Regions from separate parts of the Sus scrofa genome. Here regions 1 and 3 are each linked to region 2. A link is a contact called in public Hi-C data. All regions are on one chromosome and are shown on one strand. Each heading gives the region's core, a stretch centred on a gene start, on an enhancer-like site or on the middle of the called end of the contact. The rest is flanking DNA. Distances are from core to core; before and after follow the strand shown.

What was found. Hi-C and Micro-C count contacts between places; a contact is called where the count stands out from the background.
Region 1: a contact with region 2 is called in a Hi-C map of liver, with 3 times the contacts expected there. The contact joins the promoter of IRF9 here to the promoter of DCAF11 in region 2. A contact is called at or near these places in 6 of 47 Hi-C or Micro-C datasets (epiblast stem cells, fetal heart ventricle, heart right ventricle and 2 more) and 2 of 2 datasets of contacts at active chromatin or transcription factors (alveolar macrophages and skeletal muscle).
Region 3: a Hi-C map of embryonic fibroblasts shows a contact between it and region 2, with 7 times the contacts expected there. The contact joins the promoter of CARMIL3 here to the promoter of DCAF11 in region 2. A contact is called at or near these places in 4 of 5 promoter capture datasets (fetal liver, fetal skeletal muscle and liver), 31 of 47 Hi-C or Micro-C datasets (adipose tissue, alveolar macrophages, blood and 15 more) and 2 of 2 datasets of contacts at active chromatin or transcription factors (alveolar macrophages and skeletal muscle).

What each region holds. Positions count from the first base shown.
Region 1 is chr7:75,138,380-75,141,090 of Sscrofa11.1, forward strand. IRF9 (interferon regulatory factor 9) reads right to left here and starts at 1,262. Exons shown (of 9, transcript NM_001078670.1): 1 at 1,184-1,262; 2 at 1-156. The coding sequence starts at 155.
Region 2 is chr7:75,179,708-75,182,407 of Sscrofa11.1, forward strand. DCAF11 (DDB1- and CUL4-associated factor 11) reads right to left here and starts at 1,430. Exons shown (of 15, transcript XM_001928359.5): 1 at 831-1,430; 2 at 361-728. The coding sequence starts at 515.
Region 3 is chr7:75,239,853-75,242,750 of Sscrofa11.1, forward strand. It overlaps CARMIL3 (capping protein, Arp2/3 and myosin-I linker protein 3), which reads right to left and starts at 1,391. Exons shown (of 41, transcript XM_021099222.1): 1 at 1,206-1,391. The coding sequence starts at 1,245. DHRS4 (dehydrogenase/reductase (SDR family) member 4) reads right to left here. Exons shown (of 8, transcript NM_214019.2): 8 at 2,269-2,677. The coding sequence ends at 2,563. LOC106504467 (a long non-coding RNA gene) reads left to right here. Exons shown (of 2, transcript XR_001297957.2): 1 at 1-1,014; 2 at 1,213-2,127.

The DNA.
Region 1 (2,711 bases), core at 12-2,511, 41 kb before region 2:
TCCCGGAAATCCTGCTTGCCCGCATGCTTCCAGGGAATCCGGAACATGGTCTTGGCGTCGTCGTCCCAGCACACTCCTGGGAACTGCCCGCTCTCCACTTGCTCCACCACCCAGTTCCGGAGCTTTCGGGTGCAGCGAGCCCTGCCTGAAGCCATCCTGGGGATAAGATCAGTGGGAAGCTGTCACTGGACATTTTGGGAAGAGTGAGATCCTCGCCAGAGGGACTGGATTCTGGCAAAGGGCTGCCAGAGACCCCCTCTGTCTTTTGTCTCTGGACATATCTCAGAATTCTGAGGCTGAATTGTTTTGTTTCTGTCATCACTAGCAATCACCGGAAATACTTTAACATCCCAAGATGTAGCATCTGGAGTTCCTGTTGTGGCGCAGTGGTTAACAAATCCGACTAGGAACCATGAGGTTGCAGGTTCGATCCCTGGCCTTGCTCAGTGAGTTAAGGATCCAGCGTTGCCGTGAGCTGTGGTGTAGGTCGCAGACGCAGCTCGGATCCCACGCTGCTGTGGCTCTGGCTGTGGCCGGTGGATACAGCTCTGATTAGACCCCTAGCCTGGGAACCTCCATGAGCCTCGGAAACGGCCTTAGAAAAGGCAAAAAGACAAACAAACAGGCAAACTACCAAGATGTAGCATCTGGAAGGCAACAGGAATTGGTCTTAAGACTTTTTAGGAATCTATTGTTTGGAAGGAAAATGCCCTGGTGTCCTGCTCCCAGTGAGAGAGCTTGACACCCCCAAGCATTTGCAGATACAGCAGCTGCTTGAGATGCCTCATCAACCCTCTTCACCCACCATCCCCACAACTTATCCTTTGATGCCCCCTAACCCTCCCCCCTGCTTGTCCCAGGGGTAGGTGGGGCAGAGAGAGGGGGCAGAGCTGGGGCGGAAGTGGGCAGGGCCAGAAGGCAGCAAAACAATCGGGGATGGGGCAATGCCTTCTTCCCTCAAGAACCCGGTAGTAGGTCCTCCTGTCCTTTGCCAACAGATAAGGTGTGGGACACCGGCCCCTGACCAGTCTTTCACTCAAGCCAAACTTCCAGCTCCCTGGTTCACAAGCCTTCTGGTATTCCTCTGTCTAGCAGGGGGGTCCCTAGGAGCCCCCACCCACCACCTCCCGCAGGGCTTCCCCGACCTTGACCCAGGCTGACAGCCGTTTTTGGTTAATCTTACCTGAGCTGCTGTGCAGGCTGTCCCAGGGCTCAGCCGACCACAGCTCAGCTCCCGGCTAGGCAGCTTCTGGATTTCTCCGCCCCTTTCTACAGTCCCCACCCTAAGTTTCAGTTCTCCTTCAGGGAGGTCCGTTTCCCCGAAATCACGTGGTCTCCGAGTTGCAGGGCAACTGGTTGCCACTAGGGGGAAGCAGCAGCTGAGATGCTTATGGTTGGCCCGCTGGGCCTCATTCCCTTTCCTCCCTCAGGACACTTCTTGCTCGGATCCCACCATCTCTGTGACACAGCTGCTTCCCCAGGGAGGCTGCAGTATCCTGGAGTCTGGCCTGGGGCCGCTGGTTAGCTCTGTACTACTTGGGCATCTGCCTTCCCCTACAGTGCCTGCTTGCTACCTACTAGGTGAGCCCACACATCAGCTGGATTTGGTGAAAGCAAGGAGGCAGGGAAAGAGAAGCTCAGGCCAGGGGGCTGGATGCGGAGGGCCTCCCCTGGCCAGCCGCGAGGCCAGTTCCTTCTTGGCCTGAGTCCAGAGTGGGCTGGTCAGCGGGCTGAGGGAGCCCTTTTGGCAAAGCTCTGTTCACCACCCCCCCTTCCCTGGTGCCCCCAGATGGTGGGGTCAGGAAGAAGGACCACCAAGAAGCCTGGGCAAGGAAATGCCTCTTTATTAGTGCTGGAGCTGCTCCTGAGGAAGTCGGACCAAGGGACCCTCGCCCTCAGCTACTTCCTCCTGCGGGGGATACTCTGTCCCAAGGGCACCTCTTCTATCAGCTTCTGCAGAAGGAGAGAGAAGATGATGAAACGAAGCACAGGGCTCAGACACAGGCAGGACAGGGGATTTCTAGGGAGTGGGCTCAGGGGCCAGGCCGGGGGAAGGCTTTACCTGCAATAAGCGTGCGTGATAGGTTGGGGGATCCTCCCCAGGCAGCGGCTGGGGGTGCATGTGCAGGTAGCGCTCGGCAGCTGTCTCCAGCTCCTCCACCTCATACAGGGTGGCTGGGTCCAGAGAGTGGGCATTGATGAGGCTCACAAGATATTCTTTGTAGTGTGCCCTGGGGAGATGATAGAGCGAAATATTTGTTCTTCTGTTTGGCTGATCCTCGGATGAACAAGACCGACACCCCTCACCCGTGGCTCGGTAGGCGCTTGCCAACCTGCGCCCACTGCCTGCTACTACCTCTCTTTGCCTCTTGCCTGGAAGGGCCCCATCTCCCACTCCTTGCAGGACCTACTGATCCCAGAGACCCAGTCCCTCTGTCTCCCCCCCACTGCCATGCTTCATGCCCTGCCTGCCACTCACTGGCAGAGGCCAGCATAGCCAGCAGGAGTCTCCTTGCCACAGGCTTCGTCCCGGAAGCCATTGGGCACCTCCTTCTGCTCCATCACTCGGCAGCCACCTAGGGGTAAGGGAAGGAAGGGACTCTGTCAGGGGGAGGAAGGCCATGGACCACAAAGCCCCAAGAGAGCTGGGATATGACAGAGGCATGGGAGGCAGCCTCCAGGGAGGGAACACAGAGATGCCATCATGCAGA
Region 2 (2,700 bases), core at 180-2,679:
CACCTTCCCAGCACTTTTCAACCCTCACATCATTCCTTTTCCACCAGGCAACCGCCCCCCCCATTTCTTATTTACGTGAAAAATAATCTACATTTGTGTAGTCATAACTAAAAAGACTCCCCTGAACAGTTCCCTCAAACATAAGAGCAAGTCATCTAGCTGACCCTCCCTAGGCAAAACCCACTCTTACTGGGTATGAAGCTGAGTGCCCTGAGTGTCCAGCAGGGAGGGATGTTCTGCTCAAACAGAAAGGTAGTCCTGGGATAATCCCACTTCCTATTATCTGTAACTTCCCTGATTGGAGCTGGGATCAAGGGACTGTGGTGGCGCCTGGTGGGGACACACCAGAGGGTAAGTTACCTGCGTAGGAGATAGGCCAGTACCTGGGCCAGATCCACATCTTCATCCTCCTCTTCCTCTTCCTCACTCCGACGCAGGCCAGCCCCTCTTCGGGGCAAGCCCTCGGAGGGGTCTCCGGACCCAGTTCCTGCACTGCTGCTGTTCCGTGATCCCATCTTCTGGTCACAGCATCCTTAAGTCCTGTGCAGGGACTCCTCCTGTCACCTCCTTGGGTTTGATGAAAGCAAACCCTGCTCTAGAAATACCAGGGTCTCCTGAGGTACGGCGGTAGCTATAACTAGGAAGGCTACACTTCTTAGGGACTGAGAACCCTTCTCCTTGGCCTGTAACAACTCCCAAAGCTTCGGGAACACAAACCTTTCCCAATCCTGTGAAGCAAAAAAAAACAGAGTGAAGTCTAGGGCGTGACCTTAGCTCACCAGTAAGAATCCTTTGAAGAGGAATTTCTCAGTTTTCTACCTCAAACTCACCTATCAAAGTCCCTGAGGGTGGGGTGGATTCCCAGGTAACCTCTCAGGCCGACCAATCAAAAACCCTCGCAGAAGAAAGCGCCTCATTAGCTTATCCCATCTAACCAATCAGAAGCCTTAGGACCCCCCGACGCCCCCCTTACCGGCCAATCAGCACACTCCCTCCCAAAAGCCGGCGGCAGCGACAACCAATGAAGTTAAAACTCCACTTAACCCCCTCCTTCCTCGCCTCACGCCCACGTGGTGTGCCAGGGATGTGTAAGCTAAGGGGGGTAGGCCTGCGAGAGACCACCCACCAGCCAGGAGAGGTCTCAGGACCCGCAGCGGCGCAAGGCCTTGTTTACACCGACTGCCCTCCGGCGTCGGCCAACAGCTCCTTCGTCACGCGCTTCCTTCGTCACGCATCTCCAGGCTCTGCCGCCGGCGGACTGCAACGTCACGCGACGCCCCTGACGGCCCCGCCCCCTTGGCCCGCTCACTGGACAGCTGAGAGCGGTGATTGACAGATGGGCGGGAGAAAGTGTGTGATGAGTGCTAGGGGAGGGGAAAGCGCGCGATCCAGGAGGAGCGGTCGCTTCTGGTTGGGAGGCGTTAAGTGCGGAACTGGCTGCTTCTTGAATCAGAAACAACGGAACTAGACCTCATGGGCGAGGGGCGGGGCTTACAAAAGAAGTTTGTGATTCGCTGCCCAGAGGTGTCTTAACAAGGGAAATAATTTGCTGTCAGTCCCTTAACAACATTTAGCTTCGCACTTTTCAGAGGATCTCTAAGGGGCCTCTCTTTCCTCCCCTAGGCACGACCCCCTCCCCCGCCCCCACTTCGCTCTCTAGCACTGCTTTTTTTCTCAGGCTGCAGCTTCAGCCGGTCCGGTCCTAAGCGGTGCGCGGCTCTTTTGGGAATGCGTTCGCGTCACAGATGCACCTAGGCCTTCACACCCTCCCTTCCGGGCGTAGCTTCCGGAAGCCTTGTTCTCTTGGGGACCGCCCTTTCTAGACCTTCCGTTAGTCACTCAGGCAACTTTTTAGATGACCCCTGGCTTCGCAGTCTTTGTAGACGCTCCCTAGTGCATCCGCGGGTCCTCACTGACCTTTCATTATGGTCAGTTCGCCTCTGATTCTAACCCTAACCCTAACCCTGGGAGGATTCGAAGACTTTCCTTAGACCCTCTGTCCTTGGGGCGCCTCTGCGCAGGACCAGGGTGTGCACGCGCGGCGCCTCCTACCCCCTCCTACCCCTTCCTCCGGGTTTATGAGTAACTCGGCAGAGTTCAAGGACGAGACTTGTGTACCTAGGGATCCTCGCCCAGGCTGGGGGGTTGTGGGTCGATTGACCGTGCTGGGCGCCTAGGCCCGGGGTCCAAGCTGCCTCTCAGTGCCCCCAGCCGGGACGCTTAATTAAAAGTGCTGCCCAGAGCCTCCTGAGGGCAGGAGGGATGAGGGAGGCGGGCTTTAATTTGGGCTCTCCTGGGGCTCACTCTCCCTGGGTAGGCGAGGGTGTGGTTATCCTTCTGGTGATACCCCTTGGTTTCTAGATCGCTAGATCAGAGCTAGCTTATTATCTCTGGTCACCAGGGCCAGCTTCATGGGTGTGCGACCTGTACAGAACCCACGCTTGGTTTAATGTTCTGTTATCACACTTTGAAATTCTTTTTTTTTTTTCTTCTGCTCTTTGGGCCGCCCCCCCCCCCCGACATATGAAGGTTCCCAGGCCAGGGGTTAAATTGGAGCTACAGCTGCCGGCCTACACCACAGTCACAGCAACGCCGGATCCTTTACCCCACTGAGTGAGGCCAGGGATCTAACAGGCGTCCTCCTGGATTCTAGTTGGATTAGTTTCCGCTGCGCCATGACAGGGAACTCCCCACAGAGCA
Region 3 (2,898 bases), core at 141-2,640, 60 kb after region 2:
GAAGGATTTTTCTGACCCGTGTAGTCCAGCAGCTGTGGACACATCCACAGTGAGTCAGTGTGGGGAGTGTGGGGGTGTCCCTTTGACTATATTTTAGGTGGTCTGGGTGTGAGTGTCTGCCTTTTACTATGCATGTAAAGAAGATGCCAGGGAGCCCGTGTGTGGTATTGGTGGGCATGGCTAAGTGTGAATGAGTATGCTGTGCTTGCAGTTGTGAAAGGGGCATAGAGCCAGCCAGTTCTGAGTAGGGGGTAGGGAGGTAGGAAGGAGTGTTTAAATGAGTCCCAAACCCATCTGCTGGCGAAACCATCCAGATATCCCAGTATGTATGTGCATGTGTGTGTGTGTGCTGTTTCTGCAAAGATGTGTGTACACACATCTCAAGATTGTGCTTGTGTGTGTGTGGAGGTGTGGGAAATTGAAACGGTGCAGAGCATGCCTCTGAGTATCCTTGAGCGTCCTGGTCTCTGCGTGGGCTAGCCTGTGCTCCCGCCTCTGGGGGTCAGGGTTGTGGCAGAGCTAGGGGATCGGCCCTTGGTTTGGACCAAGTCTAAGAACTGCTGCAAGGCAGGAGAGGCCTTGAGGTGTTGGGTGAGGGGGGTAGAGAGAAGAGGGCAGGCTGGGACCGGGGCCGTGGTAGGAGAGCTGCAGAGACCCTCCTCTTGGTTTTTGCTCCAATTCGGGCCCTCTTTCCTGACTCCCTTCTTTGCCCCACTGGCCGGGGTGCAGAGACGGGCTGCCATGGGGCTCTCCGGAGCCAGTTCCGGGGCGGGGCCCAGAGGAGGAAGGGTGTTGAGCCCAGAGGCGGTCAGGACCTGGGGCAGCTCCCATCACCCGGCGGGGCGGGCCTGGCCCCGCCCGGCGGGGAAACGGGGACTCTCTGGAGGAGAGACTGGATGCTTCGCCGAGGGTTGGGCCAGGATTGCTGAGAGTCAGCCCCAGGGAGCGTAAAGGGACTGCATCTGTCACTGAAGATCGGGACGGGAGGCTCTGGGACAGGAAGGTCCTGACAGGGTGAGAAGAGGGGGCCAGCGGAGGATGCTCTGGGGACAGCGATACCCCGAGCTGGGATGCAGGGGCAGGGGGGTGCCTTGGAATGGGGATGCATGAGGGGCGGGAGGCACCGGGGTGTACCGCGGAGAGGAACGCACTGGGTCTGGGAGGCTCCCGGACGGGGCGTCCCGGAGACCACCGCAGCCTCGTACCTTGCAGCTCGCGGGTGAGCTCCGCGCTGGACTTGGCCATGGCGGCCGTTGCTGCCGGTGTTGCTGCAGAGGAGCCGCTGCCGCCGCTGCCGCCGCCGGGGAGCCGCGGCACATGCTAGACCCGGCTCCGGCAGGGCCCCGGCGCTGAGCGCTGCAGCAGCCGCGGAGCCCGCTCCTGTCAGGGGCGGCTGCGCGAGCGCTCCTCCCCCCGCCTCGGAGCGCCGGGTCTCCCGCCCCTCCCGGAGAGGTGCCAGACTGAGCATGCGCGCCGCGCCTCGGAGCCGCGTGAGACCCCGCGCGCGCTCGCGCCCACCCCTCCCGCCGGCCCCCGCGTGCGACGCCCTGTGCTTGTCTCCTGGAGCCCGGGTCATCTCCCAGGCGGGGGGCAGGGTCCCCACTTTTCGTGTCACCCCACTCCTCGGGCACTGTGAGCAGAACCCATTTCTTTTGTTTGTAGCTCTGTGTACCCCTTGCCGGGTCATTCTTGCAAGGCTCCTCCCTTTTCATTTCTTGCTCGGGACCCGTCCAGGTTGTCCTTGCTGAACCGCGAAGGAAGGAACTCGCGGCTGAGGGCAATGTTGGGAGAGGACCTGGCCGGATCTAGAGCAGTTTATCCTTCTTTTCCCGCTTGCCCAGCCTTGGGGATCCCTGCGGCGTCCTTGGCACCGTCCCCGCGGGTGTGCGGCCGAGAGTAGCACCTGGGAATTCCCGCGCCACCTCCTCCCTGCTGGCAGCTCTGCAAACACCTCCATCCCCATCCCGGAGCCTTACGCTCAGGTCCTGGAGACAGGGAGGAAGGCTAAGGGGATGCAGACTTGGGATCCAGGAGAACCTTAAGGGCATCCCGTCCACTCAAATTTAGGCTCTCTGCTTGGCTAACACACCTATGCACCCTACGCTGAAAAATGAACATTGATTCAAACCACTGTGATCATTTGCATTTTCTTTGCACTAGATTTGCACGTCGTTGATTTCTAACCCTGTTCCCTCCAATCCAGGTTTCCTTCTCCCATATCCCTCAAATTACCCTGATGCCCAGAAAAAAAAAAAAAAAAAAAAAAAATTAGTTGATCTTTGCTAAGGTAGACTCAGCCCTCTGAGCAGGTCTACCTTGTGCTCTCAGGGGAGGTCTTTATTGAAGGCTACAGCAACAGGGAAAATCCTCATTAGACCACAGCTTGACAGCAGAGGACAAGGACGCTGGCTCTTTTCACAGGGCAGAACTGATTTGGGGGGGGTGGGTAGGGGTTATGGTGTATTGTGAGCAGAATGCTAGGCAGAGGTGGGAAACCAGTTGATGAATGCTGGAACAGGAGCTGGAGCCCAATCTCTGCCCTGGTGGATGCTCTCCAGGTCCTCAGAGGCGGGATGCGGTCCCTCCACCCACTACCACTGTCTCCCCAGTGATGTAGCTGGCATCTTCAGAGCATAGGAAAGACACGATGCCCGCACAGTCCTCTGGATTGCCTAACCTGGGGAGGAGAAGAAACAGAAAGGGAGTAAAAATCAAACAGGGAAAGAAATCTGCTTAATCAAAAAGCATCAGATGATTTTTCAGGACCAGTGTACTGTCCATCAAATAGGGTTACCATGAAGAAAAGGTAACTATAAGCATTAACACTGTACTTTGCAAAAGCCACCACACATTACATTCATGTAAAATAGAGACACTTTGTTTTTTTGTTCTTTTTTA